Linked DNA regions of Anser cygnoides: regions 1 and 2 are each linked to region 3. A link is a contact called in public Hi-C data. All regions are on one chromosome and are shown on one strand. The core of a region is the stretch at or near the end of the contact, and the rest is flanking DNA. Distances in the headings are between cores, read along the strand shown.

Evidence for each region. Hi-C and Micro-C count contacts between places; a contact is called where the count stands out from the background.
Region 1: a contact with region 3 is called in a Hi-C map of liver, with 10 times the contacts expected there. The contact joins two enhancer-like sites. A contact is called at or near these places in 2 of 7 Hi-C or Micro-C datasets (both in liver).
Region 2: a contact with region 3 is called in a Hi-C map of liver, with 8 times the contacts expected there. The contact joins two enhancer-like sites. A contact is called at or near these places in 2 of 7 Hi-C or Micro-C datasets (both in liver).

Annotation. Positions count from the first base shown.
Region 1 is chr18:10,506,007-10,510,455 of Taihu_goose_T2T_genome, forward strand. The region is part of intron 14 of BCAS3 (BCAS3 microtubule associated cell migration factor); the gene reads right to left. Among named protein-coding and RNA genes, the nearest start is that of BCAS3, 110 kb to the right of the region's middle. Within about 2 kb of position 1,290, at least 2 of the 3 cell types and tissues checked have open chromatin away from gene starts, as enhancers often do. A contact at or near this core is called in liver, where this site is marked.
Region 2 is chr18:10,549,908-10,554,582 of Taihu_goose_T2T_genome, forward strand. It overlaps BCAS3 (BCAS3 microtubule associated cell migration factor), which reads right to left. Exons shown (of 26, transcript XR_010825687.1): 10 at 187-263. Among named protein-coding and RNA genes, the nearest start is that of BCAS3, 63 kb to the right of the region's middle. Within about 2 kb of position 1,759, at least 2 of the 3 cell types and tissues checked have open chromatin away from gene starts, as enhancers often do. A contact at or near this core is called in liver, where this site is marked.
Region 3 is chr18:10,297,037-10,301,910 of Taihu_goose_T2T_genome, forward strand. All of the region lies in intron 23 of BCAS3 (BCAS3 microtubule associated cell migration factor), which reads right to left. Among named protein-coding and RNA genes, the nearest start is that of TBX2, 54 kb to the left of the region's middle. Within about 2 kb of position 2,170, at least 2 of the 3 cell types and tissues checked have open chromatin away from gene starts, as enhancers often do. A contact at or near this core is called in liver, where this site is marked.

The DNA of each region.
Region 1 (4,449 bases), core at 40-2,539, 210 kb after region 3:
AGATGTGAAATAAGAATCCCCGGTCACGCTGCTTTGGTCCTCCTCTTGGAAATGCTTCTTTGGAACTCCATTAGCCTACCTCCCTGTGCTTGTAAAATCCTTCAGAAAACTCCACGAAAACGTAGCTTTTGTGTTCAGAGTCTAACTGAGACAGCGGGGTAATGTAACATATGGACTCCGACAAGGGTATGTCGTGTATCAACTGCTCTAACTGAAGAGCAGCTTCGAGGACTGTACAAACCAAAGCGTTGTTTCTGATATTATGAAAATCTGGAGGAAATTATCTGAGCCTAAAGCTTCAATGATGATATACATTTACTTTTTATACATACGAAATCTATAGATTTTTGCTATCATTCTTTATTCTCACAGCTTCTCCGAATTTGAAGTTAATTAGAATATAATCATAAAATTTAAAAAAAAAATAGTTCAAGCCATAACTGGGAGAAAACAAAACAGAAGCAAGGGCAGCACACAGAAAACTTATTTTAAAAGCAGTTGATTAAAATGGGATAGTCAGAGGTATGGCTGATTACACAAGGAATCACACGGGACAGGCAGTGACCTTGTTTACCACGACTCCTGGGAATGACTGGCAGCCCATACCCTGCCTCTCGATTTCATCGCTTCTGGAAGTTAATATTGTACTAACTTGCTGCACAACACTTACATTTATGCTATCACTTGCTTTCTTACAAAGGAGGAGCTGTACTGAGCTATCACGGTACCTATAGGGCAGAGGCGAGTGATGGGAAGGAAGGGGCTGCAAAGCCCCACACTGACATGCTGCTGCTCGTGTCCTCCCCAGGCACATCCCCTCCTGATATGTGTGCAGAAGGCGATAGAGAGCACAGCTCACAGCACTGCACCGTGTATTTTCATGTTCATTACAAGAAACGATGATTAAAATGCATTCTGATCTTCCTAGTGCTCTTCTTCATACTGCCCCTTTTTCAGGCGTGGTGAATTACACCAGTAACTGCGTATATTCCTGGGCATTTTACTGCGTTAAATAGTACCTCAACATTGAAGTGAAACAGCAATAAAGCATGACCAGCGCTACTGCAATAGGATCGTACTCCTGTTTCATGCACGCTATGCACTGTCACAGAGAAAACATGCCATTATTTGAAGGACATGACTTAAGTATTTAATTATGCTGTGCAGGAAGATGGCACAGAGAACAACTTAAAAAAAAAACCACAACTGCTAAAAACATGAAAGCAGCAGTGCTGAGGAGGTAAGGGTCAAAATAAATTAGAGAACTGGTCTGTATTTAACTTTTTTTTGGTTGAGAAAATTAAGGAAATGACATGACAACAAACAAATGAAAAAATAATAAAATCATGAACTACACAATATGATTTATCAGACCCACATGGACCTAACTCTGCCTCCCTGAGTACTCAAAACTGATTTCGACTCTGTATAAAAACAACAGCAGAACCTGGGCACACTGAGGCAGTCAAGTAGGGTTGTCCAGCCCGAATAGCTGCTCTGTATTAATAACCAAAACTGCAAGCACCACCATGCTTTGAGCTCCGTCTCCCTGAGTTAGCTAAGCTACTTCTAACTGCAGCAGTTTTTTATTGTCTGCTTTCATCAAAGACTGATCAACTTTTAATCAATCTTTATTATTTCAAGCCTGTCCCCAGATTCTTTCCTAGAAATGAGAAAGTCTCTCTTCCAGGGACTATTTCAATAATTGAGACTACGTAGCTATGCCACAAGACAGAAAGAAATTTCCATTAACCATGAAGGTTTGTATCAAATGTTTATTATCCAATCCAGTGTTTCACTACCTGGACTCAATACGTGATGCAAGTTTGAATAATCTCCATGAAATCACAACAGGAAAACATGCACGTGTTCCACAGAGAAGTGTAAAACAGCCTGTGTTCTGGGGCAGCCCATGCTGGAATGTTTTTATCATTCCCTCTGTTTACCTATACTGACTGAAGTCAGTTATAACAGCAGTTTGAGAGGCAGAATAACAAAAGTCTGACAGCGTAAAAGATTACAGAGGACCCTGGCCACCAGCCCACTGATGCTATCGTTCCGTTTATTTGTTCTAGGTTGAGATAATGCTGTTTTCAAGGATTTTTTTTTCTGTTTACAATTTAAGATCAAAAGGAAAGGATCATCAGGTGACAGACTAACTTTCATCTGCAAGTAAATGAACTTCCTCAACTCAGAACATGCTATACCTTCATTAAAAACTTTATAAAATGCTCTTGGATAAAAACGAGTGCAGAGAGCGTTGACTCACAATGCAAGAACTGTTAAGGCAACAAAATATATCCTTAACCAAAAAGGTGTGCCACATACACATTTTTCCTTTTGCAGCAGAACTGTGCAAGCATGGATCTCTAACAGCTTTAGTACTCTCTCTGCCAAGGTTAAATGCACCCAGCACTTGCAGTGGGCCTTCGTGATGTAACACAGTGCATCAAACATGCTGGTTCTTGTTCTCTTAAGAAAAAAAATTCTAAAGCATAAGTAGGTCTTAAAGACTGAAAGATCTTAATTCAGTGTAACCGAAAGAGTGGCTTCTGACTGTGTGTGCAGAAAAGTAACTTGAAAGTTGTGACCTTAGGACTCACATCACTCAAACCAATGAAGTATCTGAGTACTTCACATTCTTTCAAGGCCGTTGTCCTCACAATTCCCTTAGGAGACAGAGGTCCACTTTCCATCTTAACCCATCTTGATCTTGGTCACACAAAAAAGCGAGTGGCTCAGTTAGGAACTGAATGATCTTCACAGTCCCAATGTTTTATTCAGCAGATAAGGCTTCTTCCTGTATGTGCTGCTCAAAGTCAGCTAATACAACATAGATTTGCAATCACAACACTTAAATGCTCAGTAACACTCTGCTTCATTGTTCAAAGCATGCAGAAAGAGAGAAGGAAAACCATGTTATGAAGACCAGCTGTGAACAGTCTGGGAGAGTGCTACTACTTACCTTTCACTTCAAACCAGGGGGAAAACAAGCTCAAGAAACCTACTTACCGCAGCACAGCACCTAAATCTCCCTCAGCATCCTGAAACCAATGCCAAGAGGACTGCGGGGCAGTAAAGCCCTAAAAAGATCACTAACAATTTAGAAGATGGCTAGCAGCTGCCTTTGGACACCACTCCAGGGGATGATGAACTCAGGTAGTTCAGAAAGTGCATATGAGCATACATTTAACAGCAGCACAATCTGCTGTGAGCAACATTTTAGAGCAGTGAAAGCTTATCTTGTGGGGAAACTTACAGCAGCCTCATCCCTCTCTCCCCCATCCAACAGAAATGTTCCAAATAGCATGGCTAGAGCTATCGGGATAGACTGGGCAAACACAACGTTCGATACTGAAACAAATTTTCATTTTTCCTTTTATAAAAATCCAAGTACAAAGTCTCTATGTTATCCCATTCATTAATGTATGATTTCAGCGATGCTGCCTGGTTGGAGTGGCCATCTCACTGCAAATGCTCACTACAAATTGTGCTTTAGCTGAGGACAAGATCCTGACATCCATGAAAGGAGACAACCTCTACAGATCTCTTCTCAACCGCTCTGTGCATTTCAGAAACACAGAAAGACAGAAACTGTCTTTCAGGCTGAATTTTCTCAACCCCAAACCAAATCAGACTGTCACGAATTTAGAAAAAATAATGCACAGTGGAGCATATATTCTTTAGCTTTATTAAGTCAAAGTAAAGGTATAACTAATACATCTGACTCCGTAGAAAGACATGGGGGTGACTCAGAGAGATTACTCGTTTGCAGTAAATCAACCAGAAATTGCCATTATTAAATCTCAACGCTTGCTTCTTTTTCTTTACTGAACATTAAGCATGCAACTTAATGCACTTAAGATGCTTCTGTACGCGAGTGACAGAGGGGAAGGACTTCCCGGCACCTTCTCGGAGGAGGCAGGTGAGACATACTAAACTACTGCTCTGCCCAGAGACCACGAAGGATGAGGTGAAGTAGATGGTTTCAGTACAAGTATTAAAATACCAATATAACAAGGGCATATGATGATGTTTAAACCATTTATAATGGGAACTAACTAAACTAATTTTGACACTGATAATCACTCGTGTCCATCAACACAAATTAGAACTTTTTATAGCTCCAGTACAGAAGGTGACCTTTAAGACCATTGGCCTTGATCCACAATTAGCTTTAAAACAGGGAAAAAAAGTCTGGTTGCAAATGTATAAATCCTGTTCTAACCAAGAAAGAAGGTACGGAGGCTTCCAGAATGTCTCTCAGAATATCTGCATTGAGAATTTTATATTGAACAGCCTACAATATTCTTGTCTAGTGCTACTCACACATGGAATTTGTGGCACGAAAGAGGTGCACTACATGCTACCCTTCTTACTACAAAACCGAAAGCACTGTGTTATTCCAAAAGCAAAAACAGAAGCATCCATTGTATTATGTAAATGTTT
Region 2 (4,675 bases), core at 509-3,008, 250 kb after region 3:
CACATGAATACCAAAGCGCAGCTAGTGTGGGTCAAAGATTAGATCTGTCATCGTTACGCAAGTCCTCTTACAGATCTTTTTTACACAGCTTGTTTCTGAGATTGTTTCTAGATTTCATTCTAGCTCTTGTTTATAGAGTACAAAGAAAAAAAAAAAAGTATTTTTTGAAATCAAATCTTTCCTTACCTTATTTTCTGCATAAGCAAGCCAACGGCTTCCGAGCGCTATAGGATTCATGTTTGGCCCTGGACATGGATAGCAGCCTGAAAAGTTTTAAAAGGCAGCATTAAGAAATATCTTACTGACTTCTTGCAAGGAATTTTACTTATTGCCAAGAAAACAAAAAGTCTAAACAAAAACCTTTCAGTTGCTAATATCACTCAGTAAATGCTTAGATTTTTGTTCCTAAAGATAAGACTGTGGTTAGACGAGCTATTTTGAACAGTTAATTATGTGTAAATAATGGTTTCTCCTTATGTTTGCATTTCTTCATGTCATTTTGATACAGCAGGGTGAGGGAGATTTTAAAGGATTGACTCAATTGGTTCTGTATCTTCACGTTTTAATTAATTTTACTTTATTGACACGTTTCAATTGGTCAATGCTTCCACTTCCAAGCTCTTCCAGATTTTTGTGGTGTGAAAATGTGCATTGTGCTTTTGGTTTTGTTTTTAATTATTCTACATACAAGCCTTTAGTTTCTCAGAAGACTTTTGCATATACTTAACTTTACAGTGAATTTGTCATTCCTTTAAAATCAGTAGCAAAATTTCCATTGTTCATCTGCTTTTTATTACGTTATTAAAAATAGATAAATACACGTGTATAAGGTGAAAATAAAATGTGCAACAACTGAGAATATCACACTTAACTACTAAAATTAAAAACAGAAAATTTAAAACTACTGAAATCAACTAGACAATGGTGAAACAAATTAAAAGCTTAAGTAATCTACAACTAAAAGTAGCATGGTGACCCTCACCCTAATTGCTATTACCGTCCTATTTCCCTGTCTTGTTTCCCCTCTTTTGTTTTTTGTCATTTCAGATTAAGCCCCCTGGGGTGGACGGCTGCTCTTCCTACACCACCGTGTAGCTGTTGCCTGCATTTAGCACTCGAGTCCTACCAGCGTGTCTGAACTTTAACATGCTAGCCCTGACTCCGTGCACGCCTGCGCCGCGTGGTTCCAGCAGGCCGGTTTCAGTGGGATCCTTTGTCCAGGTAGGAGTCTGAAAGTTCAGATACCGAAGTCACACAGATGAAACCAGAAAACTGTTTACTGATTAGGGCCCTGATAACAGGATTTGAGCTTGAGTGTTCAAACTTAAGCTAGTAAACAAAGGCCTTCAGCCACGTGCATAATGCCATTTACTAGACCTAAATCCTTTCTGGTACACAAAAGCCTATATAAATAAGAAATATCACAAAGCGGGGGGGGAGAAGGAGGGGACATCAAACAAACGGCCACTCTCTGTTTTCAGCAGCTCCTGCACTAATACAGACAGGTCAGTAATTCAGATTCTCTTTCACTGGTTGGACAAACCCCAAAACATTAAAAAACTTATAGACTCATCTCTCCTCTAAAGGAGCCCAGGTCAGTCGATCCCGTACCACAGGCAGAAGGAGCACGGTGATGCAGCAAGCGGCATTTTAGAAAAACACAGAAAAAGAACAACAAAAACGTATTGCGTAAGATCCCATTCTGAAAAGTAACATATTAAAAAAACTTACAGATATCTCAGCTAGTATTCCACCAATGTCTCTTTTTGTCAGACTCTTGGATAGTGATCTGCTCATTACAGCGAGAAAAAGCAACTGTATTCACCTTCTTCATTTGACAAACATCGGGATCTTTTCTAACAGGTCCCCAAAACGTCCGTTTAGTGAGGACAACAGGCTTTAAGCTGAGCAGCATCATTTTCCAGGCTCGCAAAACAATGAGAAAGGTGTGTGGGTGATTAACTACAGTGTACAGACACAGTTTTACAAAGATTTGATGAAACTCAAAGACACGTTTGATGGCATTTGGTTGGCACGAGCACGAACAGCTGCTGTACCGCTCCTGCTAGGCCAACAGCTCCAGCTCCTTTTTTAGACCGGAGCAGTGAGGGTATTGCAAAATTCGGAAGATCACAGCAAGCTATTTCAAAGGTCATAAAGCACTGGAAGGAGAAAAGCAGCAATTCATCGAATTAAATCCATCTCAGGCCAGGAAAGCAAAACCAAGCGAGTATTTTCTAAGGCCTTATCACTGCCTTCATCTCAGGAAGGAAAACGAATTCTGAAGAGATGATGCCACAATTGTTATTGCATTCCAGAAGTGCATAAAATGTGGGTAGCCAAAGACTCTTAAGGAACAAAGAAAGCAAGAAAAGGTTGTAAATACAACCCCAAGTAGTAAATACAACCGTGTTCTTCCGATGACATTATAGATCATGACCAGTAAGGTTTTAACGCTGACTTCTGCTTCGGCAATCCTCATCTGGGTCGGTAAGGACATTCAGGTCCACCAGATTTTATTTAGTTTTCTCCCCTTTTACGTACAAAATAAATCATTAAAAGCTGTCAGATGACAACCCTCATCACACAGATCTCCACAGTGACTTCAGAATCACTCACTCGCATTTCCTATATTCTGCAAGCACCTCGTAATATCCTCGCAGCAGAAAACAAAAGGAGTATCACTCAACAGATGCTCTGTAATGACAAAAGCAAGCATTTTAACAACTCGTGGCAAAAAAGAAATGTCTTTCTTGGAAACGGGCACTGTTTCAATTATTTCTGTGAACTGAAGTAACTGAAGAGCTACAAAAGAGCATTATTCTTCAAATCACAAATCAATCATACACAAAGAACAAAGTGAAGTTATCTTAAGAACAGAACTGTTTTCACCAAACCTATTGTAGGTAGTTTGAACTGGATTGGTCAATTAGATACAGCTCCACACACACATCAGCCAGTTCTAATAATATCCTCCAGCGAGGTCAACAATTCAGCTCAGTACTAAACTCCTCTCCGATACGAAAAACAGCATTAAAAAAAGAGCTATTTCCTCCCTTTCTTTTTCTTTGCAAGTCTATGCATTTTGGAAACTCGCTGCAGCACAAGGATAAACAAAGGGTTATACTTTATGGGAAGGAAAAGCAAATTGTTTTTCTGCTTTCCAAAAAAACAGCTGGAGTCAGCAGAACATCATCTACTGGGCAAATGGGACGACAGACACGGCGTGACCTACCAAGCTCCACCGCCCCATCGCTACAAGCCCAGCTCTCTTAAAGATTAACTTCTATTTCTACCAAACTTCAAAACAACTGAGGAAAAATCCATTCTAAGCAACAACAGCAGCAATTTTAGCATGTTTACAATAAGGACGAACATGAGACTGCAGAACTAGCTGTCAAGAAGACCAAAGTTTCCAAGTTTTACTGACAGCATGGAGAGGTCATCCAAGAAAAGATCACGAAGGGGAAGTCCTTCCCATAGTACAGCAAATCGAGCAAGTACTAAAAAACACGAGACCTTACAAATAAGCTTCACCAGCACTATCACCCACAAAGATATAGGCAAAAACCTATGGGAAGCTATTTAAAATGCTTTAAGCATACACTTTATCTCTCTGTGCTTTATGATGACACGCACAGGAAGTACACTACGTAGAGCTGTGAAAAGGCAAAATGAGAAAAACACAATTCTCAAAGTCTGAATGAATCCAAGCCCTTCTGCCACCTTACCGAGGCACGGTGCCCAAGTCCAAGCATCTGCAGCAGGGGCGGAGGGGAAGCGACCGGGGGCTGCCGCGGAGCGGGGCCTGGCTCCCAGCTGGGGACACCACGGGCAGCCCCCGCTGCCTCCTGCGCGGTGCCACGGTTTGGCCATTTCCAGGATCACAATGGTGCCATAGATGAATTAACACGGCCATTTTTCAGTTGCTTCCCATCTTTTCTATTTCTTTAAGTAAGTGACTTATAAAATTGTAATTCAAAAAATACGTACTATGCAATTATCTGGGTTCAAAGATAGCTCCGGCTTTCTCCTTGCTGTGCTGAATTTATATATTTGCTCTTACTGATTATAGAGGAATCCTGAAAGTTACTTAAAGTGCTCTATACAAACATTTGCTTGATGAGTGACCAAAGAGAAGGGATGTTTATTTTGCATTATTTTTCAATTACTTTCATGAAAATCTCTCCCACCCTTTGAAGATTCCTATCTTTACGCCCTTAACAAACACAATCGCCTCATCTCATTCTGAAAATTCACACAAATACCCACTCCTCTCCCTCTGCATCTTTCCACTGATCTATGCCCCTACAGAAAGTAAGACTCAACTCCTTTCCTTAAATTGTATGCAAAAAGCTGGTCCTCTAGCTTCTGTAATGGCAGTGTGAATATAGAGACATCAACCAGGAAGGGAAAGCAACACACCCCTCTGCCCCCAGCTTTTACACAAACAGCACATCAGGAAAACACCATTAAGAGAAGCACAGGGCCATCATAAAGTCATGTCAGCTGTAACAGAGATTAAGCGAATAAATCACAAAACATGCCACTATTAAAACTCGAATCATTAGTATTGGGGCAGCTCTCTATTAAGCTGCACAGGTTTTTCATGGGGAAAAAAGCTTAAAAAAGGTAAGAGATAGCGATATAGATACACAACCTCAGCTCTAGATAC
Region 3 (4,874 bases), core at 920-3,419:
GGGTCTACTGGTAAAATCCCAGTTCCACCAAACCCAATGGGAATTTTGCCAAGACAGTCAGCGAAGCAGGATTTCACCCCACATCTTTAAAGGGATATCATTTTCTGAAGAGAGAAATACATTAAAACAAATGAATGCTCTTCTAAGGATATTTTAAACAGATTTTAAAGAAGGTATGAAACTTAATTAAGAGCGCAAGTATGTGGATGTCATCTTTATATTGTATATAAACAATTCATCATGACTCACGTTTCTACAACACTGTAGTGAGTTGGACAAGCTCTCTGCGAACAAAACCAGAGACATCTGCAAATCGGATTTAAAAATCTTTCTTTTTTAAAAACAAAATGATTAAAAGTTGAAGAAACACTTCCATATGGAAGAATCTTACCCCAACAGGTCACCACAAAGACACTTCAAACACAATAAAACAGGAAGCGCTAAAAAAAGCATAGCAGCTCACAAAAACCCCCACAACCTTTTCCACAGAAAAAATATATGTCACCCTGAGTAGCGTTGCACAGTTCAGAAAAACCATTTGGCAGTGTAATGTGTCTTTAATCTGCTCAATTTGCTTATTATAGTAAAGGGTTAGAGGAATTTTCAAGCAGTGGCCAAAAATACTACAATGATATCCTCCCCTTGAAAAGTAAACTTACTTAAAGTGAATTAACTTCTTCAACTGAAATATCTCAAAGCTGGAAGGACCCCCACCAAAAAAACAACAGAAGGCTGCTGCCTATGAAGACTGGTTTCAGTGTTCCAGCCCAGGACCCCACGACGATCTGCGCCAGTTTGACTGAGCTGCGGGGCCCGTTCTGTTCCCTGGAGGCAGCTCTGCAGTGCCTGCAGTAGGTGAACGGCAAACGCGCTGCTGAGATTCTTACGTGGCTTTTATTCTGCATGAGAAGGGCAGCTGCACTTGGAGGCACCAGTGCAGTACAGCGTACAGGTACGGCTCGCTCCTCATCCTACTGTTTGCAGGCTGGGCACGGAGGAGCCGGGCGATGCGTGCAGCAGAGTGCTGCCACCTGAGCCTGACCACGGCTGCCCCACGTTAGGAACGAATTGAGTTTTGAGCCTACCCATCCACCGAACTGCCTACCAGGTTTGAGAACCTCTGAAAGGCAAGATCACAGTTAAGAGGAGATGGATATAACCTAGAAAACATACCTGGAAGATGCACATTCCTTTTTTTTTGTCTAATAAAAACAGGGCATGGCATGATTTTAGTTAACAGCACTACTGATGTTGTCAACTCCTCTGAGTCAAGTATTTGCTCATTTTAAGCCTGACAATTTACAAAAACACAATGCCAATTTTCTAGGTTACCTACAATTAGAAATCTGGGGCTGTGAGCGACTTGCAAACGCCAGTGCCGTGGATGGGCACAGCGCCGAACCGGGGGATGCTGGCGTTCCTCCTCCTGGCTGCTGGTGCTACAGAGATGCCTGGAGGAGGCCGACAGTGATAATAATAGGGAAATTTAAGGAAATCAGGGCTGCCTGCTCTTGATATTTAATATCCACGAGTAAAAGACGGAAAGGTGCAAAAAGCTTAATAGTATTTGTAGCTGAAATTAAAACTTTAAAAGAAACTTATAGTGAACAGTAATGTATGCAATGACATCTGGGACTGTAATCAGCAAACTGCTTTCAAGAGCTGCCAAAGCAAACAGCCAAATAACAAATCCACTTTACAGATCATCAATCTGGTCGGGCACTTGCCAAGGTAAATAGTACAAGGCTGAAGTTTGCTTTGCAAACCAGTGAGCTGGGAGTTTAGCAAGGCCTGCTTCCAGGACAGCAACGCTGGGGCAGGGTCCTCGTAGGTTTGGCATCCAGGAAAGTTCAACAATCCAATATTCAGCCAGCGATTTGGGGTGCGTCGAAAGATGAAATATAACCAACATTAGGGATTAAAAAAAATACAGGAGATTCAGGTTATGTTCATAACTCATTTTATGACGAGGACTATTAGCGGTGGTACAAGTCAAACACAAACTCCCAGATAATGCGGAGTTTATTGTAACACTGCTTTGCAGATTGGGAAACATTTCATGGGAACTCCAAACCTAAGACTGAAAAAAATTAGTAGGAAATGAACCTTCTTTTATTTTCAAATGAGATAAAATCTGGCTCCAACTACCATATTTTACATTTTAGGGAAGAGGATATAAAACATCAAACAGGATTTTTTTTTTCATTATGAATGCAAGAAAGATAATTTATGGCGGCTGCAAAACATTTATTTAAGAAGTAAAGCCTTTATGTTCTGTATACAATTTATTGGGTTGTAAAAGAAAGAAGTGGAACAACTGCAGCCATAACATGTGCATTTATGAATAATAATTGTAAGCTCGTTTTGTTAAAAACAACTTCTGCTTCAGAGTTCATTCTTCAGTTGATTGGGAAGTCCTCAAATGCAATCTCAGATTTGTTTAATGTTACGCTCTTGGCTCAAAGGAAAGGGGAGTTCAGTACAAAATTGCTAGGCAGTGTATGTCAAGCACCGAGCAGAATAATAGTACAATGCATGCGAGATGTTTTTCATCCAGGGAGAGACAGCATATTCCTGGTGGAAATTGCCTCAGCTCTGTCTTCAAGCACAAATATTTGATTTTCACTGGAGCTGTGCGGGTGTGTTGCAACACGGCCACAGGAAAGTCTCCAGCAGGACTCTGCCACATGTGGCTTCTCACTCCTTCACCTCGCTGCTAGACAGCAATGCACTATTTCCCTTGCTGCAACCCAAACCCCATTGCATAAGTGCTGTGTTGATAAACATAAACCAAATGTGATGAAATTGGCCCAATATTTACTGCAAGAAAGGTGACTATTAGCACAGCTGTAACACGACATGGATGCACAGGCAGGGGCTAGGTATACATGCGTGTACAGGCAATTAAATGCACAGTTACCCCTTTTTTTTGCTTTAATTTGTCATTTATTCTGGAGAACATTATGCAACAGTGCTTGGCATTGTACCACGTTCTTTGAAAGCATGCAGGTAATAAGTCTTTTCATCGCTCAGGAACCTGTAAGCGGGTTGCCTCTAACTACATTCAGGCACAACACCCTAAAGCACCAGCAGTTTCTGCTCTGTGCCCTATGGTTTGATCATTGTCACCTGTTTTTTAGTTATGGTAAGTTCCTCAAACAGTTACTCTAAGTTTTTAGCTAATCAAAGCATGATGAAGCATGGGAACAATTTAGAGCTGCAGTTTGAAATAAGTAAGTGGATCCCCCACAGGCACAAAAAAATTCTGATGACGAATCCTTCATACTAATCAAGAGGTCCTGTATTTGTAATGAGTCGAGTCTCACGAATGTACGTACAGCGGGGCCAAGTTCCCAGTGGGTATTTATGGCACAGCCGGCTTTGAAGGTCTCAGCTCTCCATGCCAGATACGGCATTTTTGCCTTTTTACCCTGCAGACTTCTGCACACAAACATGTGGCTTTTGTGCGACGGCTGGCACGATGCTCACACTGCCCTGCTGTCCGTGGGCGCGTCCACTGCCTGCTCCGCAGGATGGCGAGGACCTGCCATCAATCCCCACTGCCTCCCTCCTGCTTCACGTTAGCTAACGCTGACCCTCCGCTCCCCTCGGTGAGACGCTAAGGTTTCACTTCTGGGGCTATTTTCTATTTTTGGTGAGTCCTCCCTTCTGCTTCTGTTACACTGAAAGAAAGCAGCATCTGGTATCGTAACACAAACAGATATGGCTACCCTAAACACTGAGCTTTCAGAGGCTTGGCAGGATCGCTGATCCGCGCTGCGAGGAGCTGCCGGTGGCCAAATACACTGATAAAAAGGATGTGTAACTCCTCAACACTATCCATGATGGAAACAACTGCAGCTCTCACTGGAGGTCAGGACGCACACGAAAACAAGCCTACATGTGTAGCAGATTACAACAAACACATGGCCAAGATGGACTCGACAGATCAAATGTTGGAATCATATGATGACACATGGAAAAGTGGAGTTTAGCAGGGGAAAAAAGCAACCGAGAGCCCATATGTTCAATTAGCAAGATACAAAGCTTTTGTTGTATACCAAAAATAGCAAATAAAAGTCTGTTGTCATTTTTGGATGTCCAGATGTGTTTCATTTCCAGCTTCACATCTGAACGTGTGGACCTGCCTGAAGTTGAAAGAGAGGAAAGTGTGGCAATGGCTGAAGGGTATAATTACATAAAAACTCTTCCTTCCAAACAGCGGGCGATTACGCTCCCCCGCACCTTACGCAGCGCAGCCGGCACCCGGAGCCTCAGCAGGCTTTTACAAACTCGCTCAGAGCATGGACGGCATCTTAGGGGAGATGTTATCTCCTGAACATCATTCCTCCTCACGTTAAGAAATGCCTCTGTCTTGACAGTTCCTTTGAAGTATCCCGTTTTTTCAAAGAACTGTAAGGGAATGGGGATTTATTCCCCCTGAGCACACTCACAAAGGGCAGGAGCGAATGCCAAGTCACGAGCACAACGGCTACCTGGCCAGGGCCCATATAAAGAAAACACCAGTCTATAACCCATAAACACAAGTTACTTAGGTAGCACTCAAACAAAACCAGATGGTCTCATCTACTGCAGGTTTCCCTTTTCTTTCCTCGTATTTTCCCCTCCTTGTTTTTGAATTTAAATTTCGTTCAAACAAGGCACATTTGCCAACGATGCGACTTCCCAGACGAAGCCTCAGGTGTGCTGCCCCAGCCTGACACGCCGTCCGATTAAGGCAGGAGCTTATTCAAACAGCCTCTAGAGGAGAGGCGAAGCCGCAGCTGCCTCCGAGGGCGGCGGAGCGCCCGCCCTCCGCAGAGCACTTGGCTGAGATTTATCCCGGTGGCCACCAGCTCTGTCTCAAAGCACAC